Regions from separate parts of the Oryctolagus cuniculus genome. Here region 1 is linked to region 2. Evidence: chromatin contacts called from public Micro-C data. All regions are on one chromosome and are shown on one strand. The core of a region is the stretch at or near the end of the contact, and the rest is flanking DNA. Distances in the headings are between cores, read along the strand shown.

The links. Hi-C and Micro-C count contacts between places; a contact is called where the count stands out from the background.
Region 1: a contact with region 2 is called in a Micro-C map of ear pinna, with 2.7 times the contacts expected there. The contact joins the promoter of TPP2 here to the promoter of POGLUT2 in region 2. A contact is called at or near these places in 2 of 6 Hi-C or Micro-C datasets (ear pinna and an unstated tissue).

What each region holds. Positions count from the first base shown.
Region 1 is chr9:10,087,159-10,090,979 of mOryCun1.1, forward strand. TPP2 (tripeptidyl peptidase 2) reads right to left here and starts at 2,569. Exons shown (of 29, transcript XR_011378715.1): 1 at 2,299-2,569.
Region 2 is chr9:9,861,062-9,865,053 of mOryCun1.1, forward strand. POGLUT2 (protein O-glucosyltransferase 2) reads left to right here and starts at 1,561. Exons shown (of 10, transcript XM_002713017.5): 1 at 1,561-1,967; 2 at 3,068-3,273. The coding sequence starts at 1,786. It overlaps BIVM (basic, immunoglobulin-like variable motif containing), which reads right to left and starts at 2,082. Exons shown (of 11, transcript XM_070048590.1): 1 at 1,993-2,082.

The DNA.
Region 1 (3,821 bases), core at 1,319-3,818, 230 kb after region 2:
TAAGTCACTCAGGGATTGGGCACTTAACTTAGTGGTTAAGAAGCTTGAAGCCCACACTGGAGTACCCAGGTTTGGCTCCCAACTATAGCTTCCCACCAATGCAGACTCTGGGAGGCAGTGGTGATGGTTTAAGTACTTGGGCTTCTGCCAGTCATGTCAGAGACCTGGATTGAATTTCCAGCTCTCAGCTCTGGTCTGGGCATTTGGGGAGTGAACTAGTGAATGGGAGCCTGCTCTCTCTGCCTCTCAAAAACAAAACAAAACAAGAAAAAAAGAAAGATGTCACTTAGGCTCATAAGTTCAGTCTACCTTGCTGAATTTCTTTTAATTGGAGGTAGTCAGGTCACTATCTCAGAAAAAATTGTCCGAAGGCCCAGCCTTGGCTGCTGTGAATAACATGGGGAATGAATCAGTGGGTGGAAACTCTCTCTCCTCTTTTACTGTCTCTTTCCCCCCTCTAACTCCTTCAAATAAATAAATAAATAAATCGTTTTAAAAATAGCTATCCAAAGAGTTATGCTTTCATTTGACTTCAACATTTTATTGTTTCAATACTTACATGTTTTTACACGTAAATATCTAACACATTCACCCTTCAGAGAGTTGATGATTAAGGAGCCAGCATAAATTCCTACTGAATATCCTTGCTTTTTAAAAAAACTGTTTATTTAATGCTTTTCTCAAGCATTTTAAAAAGTCACATGTAATTAATCTCAATCAATTTTCATAACAATACCGCAGCATGAAAATCACTGGTACTTGACAGAGTAACAGAGTAACCTGATAAACAGATCTGGAAATTCTACAAATATCTACTGAGCTGTATTTCTCTAAATTTTTGTGATACTCTTTTATTAACCTGACAACAGAACCAGTGAGCCGCACACCCCAGCTGTTCTCCTCCCACTTATCCCTATAAAATGTAAACACAGGCCACAGCAGAATGGAAGGCATTGCTAGTCTGTAATAAAGCCTCAAGGAGGTGATAGCTGCCACTGTTTTAAGTCTTAAGAGTTATTAGTACAACAATGACTATAAAAACTACAGTTGCCAGGAGGGAACTCATCATCAAAGCTGCCTGGCAGGGCCGCCATTGGGTGTGGGGTGCTCGCACCAGAGCGTGGTGTTGAAGAACTAAAACCAGGAAGCAAGATTCCTAGAGGGCTTCTATACAAAGTTGGCCAGACTGGCTTCCACTTTCCTAAGCCCCCATAATACGACCTCAATTAGCAGAAGGCACTGTAAATGATGCGGAGGAGGGGTGTATTAGGGGTAAGGAGAAAGAGATTTATTAAACGTTACTGTTTATGGTAGAAAGGGCAGTAAGATACAGAGGAAAACACTGGTAAACACAAGAGATCAAAATACAGCAGAACTAGTCGAGGAAGATTCGGGCAGGTAAGTTCTGAACACCAGTAAAATGTTGTTTACTAGTGGATTTCAACAAAAGCTTAAATTTATCAAAGTTAAACTTTTAAAAACAGAATGCTTCTAACAGAGACACACATTTTTAAAATTACCTTTGTACATGGTACCCTGATCTACGAATCTTAGAGGTGCGTAAGGCAAAACTAAGTAATTTTTGAAAACCGTAGTAATTAAAGCGCGTTGTCTTATGTTTCCAGATTAAACACACACACACACACAAGAATCGTTTCCAAAGGTACGAAAAGTTCGCCCGAAACAAACTAAACTGGATGCCTACGTAAAACGAATGCAAAGTCAGGAGAGTCAAGGACCCTACACACACACACTGCAGGAGACTGTTTAAAAATAGAATACACACAACCACAAGAAACAATTCCGGAAGTGGGCCGAGCGATCGTCTCGAAAACCCGGTCTCGTGTTCAAACTCCTCTTCCCCAAAAAACCCAATCCCCCAAATCACAGCCATGGCAATCAAGTTCTCGGAGGGTCTTCTGCCCCATTCCCCAGATCCGGGATTAAAAAAAAAAAAAACCTGCAAGATTCTGGCAGGGACCGGTGCCCGAGACGACGGCGCGGGGGTGGGGGGCTGGCGCCCTGAGGTGTCCGGCCTGGCAGCGCCCAGGCGGACCCGGGCTCCCCACGCCAGCCACGCCAGGCTCGCCGCTTTTGTCTGGCCAGCGGCACCACGGCCCTCGCCCCCGACACCTGGGCGCAGCCGGGTCCCCTGGGCGGGCCATGGTGGCTCTCGGCGCTGCCCACCCCGGCCTGGGCACGGCCGCAGAGCGGGGCCCCGGCCTGAGCGGGCTCCGAGGCCGCGTCCTCCCCGGCGTCCCCGGCCGCCCGCGCCCGGGCCCTCCGGGGCTGACTCACCTGCATGCCCGGAGCCCCCGGGTCGACCCCCGTGTCCAGGACCGCGATGAGCACCCCGCGCCCGTCATATTCCGGGTAGCGGCAGAGGAAGGAGGCGGCCCCGGTCTCTTTCTTTGGCAGGAGACCGTGGAAAGGGAAGGGCTCCTCGGTCGCGGCGGTGGCCATGGGCGAAGGCTGGAGGACGAGGAAGAGGCAAACTGCCAGGCTGCGCGCGGACGAGCGGCGCGAGGACACACGGGTGGCCGCAGGCCGGAGGCGGGGGCGAGGGGAGGAGCCGGCCGGCCCTCGGCCAATCGCGGCTCGCGGGGGCGCGGCGGCCAATCAGGTGCTGCTTCGTCAACCAACGGCGCCGCTCGGAGGCGCCGGCCCCGAGTGTTGCCCGGGCTGCAGAGAAGGGGGCGGAGTCTGAGAGCATAACTGGGGGTTCGGTTCTCGAACCTTTACAGAAACCCGCGTTTGGGGTGTTTTGGGAGCGAGTCAAAACTCTGGGCGTGCTGGACGGACACACCGTCCGCGAGGGCGAGGCCGGAGCCGCGGGGTTTCTGACCTGGAGGGCGTGGGGTGCCCCAGGCAGAGGAGTTGCTGAGGCTGGCCGAGTCCGGGGAGCCGCGGGGTGCGGGGAAGGCGCGGGCGCTAGGTGGGAAGGCCAGGCCGTAGATCCGGAGCTGCGGGGCTGGGACGCGGCGGGCGGGGGGCGGCTGTGCGTGGCGTCGGCAGGAAGTGAGTTTGTGGGCTCTCGGGGCCGGGAGAGACCCGAGAGTGAAGTGCGCCGCGCCTGACCTCGCTGCTTACCGTCGGCTTCTGGCGTTGGGGAGAACCCGTTGGTGAAGCGAGGTGAGGTTCCGGGTGGTTCCGGCGGCTTCCCGCCCCGTTACGGAGCCGTCCCGGGCGGCGCGTCCCTTTCAGTTTCCTCGGCGATACCCGTGTGTGTGTGTGTGTGTGTGTGTGTGTGTGTGTGTGTGTGTGTGTGTGTGTCCCCGTGAGAGTCCTCAGCGATACCTGTGCGTGTGTCTGTGTGAGTCTCCTCAGCGATACCCGTGTGTGTGTGTGTGTGAGAGTCCTCAGCGATACCTGTGCGTGTGTGTGTCTGTGAGTCTCCTCAGTGATACCCGTGTGTGTGTGTGTGTGTGTGTCCGTGAGAGTCCTCAGCGATACGTGTGTGTGTCTGTGAGTCTCCTCAGTGATACCTGTGCGTGTGTGTGTGTCCGTGTCTGTGAGAGTCTCCTCAGCAATACCCCTGTGTGTGTGTGTGTGTGTGTGTCTGTGTCTGTGAGAGTCCTCAGCGATACCTGTGCGTGTGTGTGTCTGTGAGAGTCTCCTCAGCAATACCCCTGTGTGTGTGTGTGTGTGTGTGTCTGTGTCTGTGAGAGTCCTCAGCGATACCTGTGCGTGTGTGTGTCTGTGAGTCTCCTCAGTGATACCCGTGTGTGTGTGTGTGTGTGTCCGTGAGAGTCCTCAGCGATACGTGTGTGTGTCTGTGAGTCTCCTCAGTGATACCTGTGCGTGTGTGTGTGTCCGTGTCT
Region 2 (3,992 bases), core at 311-2,810:
TCCATATAAGTGAGGCACTGCTGTACAGAGTCACTCATAAGAACAAGTGCCAGCCTAACCGAATGGTTTATTCATAAAGCCACATTGCAAGTAACAAAAGTATTAATTATCGGCAAAGCCAATTTTCAGAAAATGCAATTTTTAAAGGCCTCGTGGAAGCAGCGATTTTTGAAAGCCACAGCAACAAACCGTCCTGCAAAATAAGCAAAACCAGTATTCACCGCCCAGATCCTGTCCTTAGCACATTATCTCTACTGGAAGCCTGCATTCTTTAGTATGGAGTTCTTCGGAGAACTAAACATCTTCGGAAGTCCCCAGCAAAGCCTTCCACAGATGACAAATGGGACCTGTGCTCTGTGACTTACTAAGGGCACACTACGGGCCTAGGGGCGAAAGCAGAGTCCAGCCGGGCCTCCCTCCCTCCCCGACGCCCGCCAGGCCCCCTGCCCTGCTTCTCCCCAGGGCAGAGGCCGCCGGCTTAGGAAAGGATACCGGGACGCGACGCCCGCCTCCGGCCCAGGCTCCGGGGGAGGCCGGCCGAGGTCCCAGCGCCCGCTCCGCGGCCAGGCTAGGTGGTCGCCGAGGCGGAGGCGGGGGCGACAGTCGCGCAGGCCGCTGCCCGCCCTGCAGAGTGCGTGTGTGCGGGGGCGGCGCCCGGTTGCGCCCCCAAGGCCGTGGGCCTCCCCGCCCGAGCGCCCCGCGGACCTCGCCAGGGCCAGGCGTCCCCAGTCCCCCGCGCGGGCCGAGGGTCGCAGGCGCCCCTGGGCTCTCCTCCACGGCTCCCGGCCGGAAGACTGGGGTCGCCGCGAGGCGGAGCGCCGGAGGCTCCCCGCGGCCGGTGGGGCACGGGGAGCGGTGGCCCCGGGCGCACAGGGGAGACCGCTCGATGCTGCTAGACTCCCAGGCCCCGCCGCACGTGGCGTGGAGACGGGGCCGTGGGTGTCCCCTGGGCACTTCCAAGCCGAGCTTTGTTCGCGAAGGCACTCGCCCCTCTCCGCCTGGTGCTCCTCTACCGCCTTGCGCCCCAGGAAGATGGGCACCGAGGCAGTGGCTTCCACTAGGACGCAGACAGGCCTCAGAAAGGCGGCAGCTGCGTCCAAAGCACCAAGGGCAGCGGGCCCGGCCGTGCGCCCGCCCCGGGTACCTCGGGCCTGCGGCTCCGGACCTGGCTCACGGCTTCCAGCGCGTCGCCCGCGCCTCCGGCTGCCCTGGGGCTGGCGTCGCTGGTCCCATGGGAGCGCGCGGGGTCCGCGCCTTGGTCTGCGGTGCCCGGCGACGGGTGGTCGGGCAGCATGGGCGACACCTGCCTCGGCTCGCGTTTTATACCTGCCCTCGGCGCGTGCGGAGGACGCGGCGACTAAAAAGACCCCGCAGCGCAGCGGAGCCTGCAGGGCCGCGCGCCCCTCCACGGAGCATCCGCGGGATGCCTCTCTGTTCCCCGCACGCGGGGGCCGAAAAGTCAACCCACGGAAAACTACACATCCCAGGGAGCGCAGGCGCGGCGCGGACGCACGGCGCCACCCACTCGGCGCAGGCCTCGCTCAGCCCGGCCCGACGCGCGGGCCAATCGCCGCGCGTGGTGCCCTGGCTGCAACCCGACACGGCTTCGCCCCCGAGCGGGGCTCCGGGGCGGCCGCGGCCCCAGCCTGTCGCCCTCGTCCCGGGGAAGTGGAGCCGCGCGGTGCTCGGCCGAGCGACGGGCGTCCTCCCCTGGCCACGCGGGCGCTGCGGCCCTGACTCGCGCGTCATTTACCCGTGGATCTTCCCCGAGAGTCCGTCTTGTAAATGTTTAGCATTTTGCTGCTTCACTGCTGCTTTCTGGGGACGGTGCCCGCGCTGGCCGAGAGCGGCGGAGAGAGGCGACTGAGCCCGGACCAGAGCCGAGTATGGGGGCCCGGGCTAAACGCACAGGTCGTTCTTCCCGCCCGCTATTTCTATATCCAGGCGGTGGACGCGTCAGGGAACCCGTAAGTAGAGACGCGGCCCCCTAACCTTTCGGATTGCGGTGGAGACCGACTCTCCCATCGCGTTTTGTCTGCCCAAGTGCTCCTTCCCGCTCCGCAGTGTGCGTTCCGGTACCTTCGGCCGCTGCGCACAGCTGGTCTGCCGGTCCCGGTCGACTACGGATTCTAACAGTCGTTCGTATGCAGTGTGCCGCCGTATATAATCAGCTCTTCTCCTAGCCATTTTAGCGGGGCTCGCGCATTCTCAAGGCAAGACAAAGCCCCTCCAGTTGGCTGGAATTACCCTTTCCAGCTGCTGTTCCGTTATAAGGAGTTTAAGGCCGGGAGTTAGAGACTTGGTCGGTTTCACGTGTCCCTCAGTTTTCAGGTGGACATCCACAAAAGGAACTTCTGTTTAAAACTTGGAAGGAAAGCATCTGTCTCCTGTGTGATTGCACCACACACGTATCCCATCCTAACGAGTTCAATGCATTGATTGTACCTAAACTTACTTATATACTTCACCGGCTTCTGAAATGATTGCCATGATTGGTGGATGCTGACCATGGATACTTTATAGGGAAAACCTCTTGGGAATGAAATGTTTTCCAAAGCGAAGAAAAGAAGATTTTGTTGTACAACGTGTTGGAAAAACGAAATGCCCTCTTAAAGAGCATGAGCACTGGGAAAGTGTTTTGACACATTGTCACCACGGTGCTAGAAGCATTTCCGCCTTTGTTTTTGCCCCTGACAGAGCATGACTTATACTGTCATCTTGAAGAATCATTAAGGGAGATTTTTCAAAGTAAGATCGTCTTCGGAAGCACCATGTGATTAGAGATTTCCAGATGTGGTGGGCATGAGATAAATAGGAATTTAATGAGAATGCTTTTATCTAGAGACTACATCAGCATGGGTCATGCTTACAGAGATTAGTTTTCTGAAAGTATTCCCTTACGATTGTGTAGTGAAACTGTAGCATCTCGATTCATCATATTCATTCTGGAGCTACAAGCCTGGGAGCGCCAGCTAGTGTATGTTAGCGGGAGAGTGTGGAGGAGAGCAGAGGTTTACAGACTGAAGAGCGTGCTGACAATCGTATTTTGTTGCTTTTCCCATCACAGCTTTACCTATTCTCCGGGTGAAAAGGTGTTCCAGGTGAAAATCTCAGCACCGGATGAGCAGTTCACGCGAGTTGGAGTCCAGGTGTTAGACAGGAAGGATGGGTCCTTCATAGTGAGATACAGGATGTACGCAAGCTACAGGAATCTGAAGATCGAAGTTAAATTCCAAGGTCAACATGTGGCGCAATCTCCATATATCTTAAAAGGTAATTGGGAACATAATTTTATAACAGCTGTATTTGAATAAGATGATATATATTATTCTCTCAGCAAAAACAACTTCACTGTTTTTCACTGAAAGAAAAAAGAGGTGTTTCCTTCTTGAAAACCAAATAGGAGTTCTAGTGAAAAAGAGACAAATTTGAACAGAAATTATAATAATTCACTAAAGAACAAGGAATATATGAGTGTCCCTCAGAAAGGTTCTGGGAAACTGGAATTGAAAGATGTGTATTTTGGTGCAAAAATTATATCCAAATGTTTTCATGATCCACCATTTTGTACAAACTGTGGAAGACTCCTTATGTTTATACAGAATTCACTCCCTGGGGATGCAACATCAGCAAGAATAATCAAGCTATGTATTGAGTCATTTTGACAGCTTAGTGTTACTGAAATTTGGCAGCCTCACTTCAGGAAGAGATGGCTGGAAGCTAGGGAAGTGGCTAGGGGGCGGGGGAGTTGTTGACTGTTTTTTTACTTTGTTCATTTTTCCAGAGAAATTCTCTAATGGTTTCTTATGTAGAATGAGGGTCTAAAATCATCTCCTTATCTCTGATTGGAGAGGGGGCCCCAAACAGTGGGATGCAGTCTATCTACAACAGTAGGAATTGTGCTTCCTCCCACCCCAAGAAAGAAAGGTAGCAAGTTTTAAAGGTGTCTGGACTCCTTTTCCACGTTTCACCAGGAGCACATGATGCAAGAT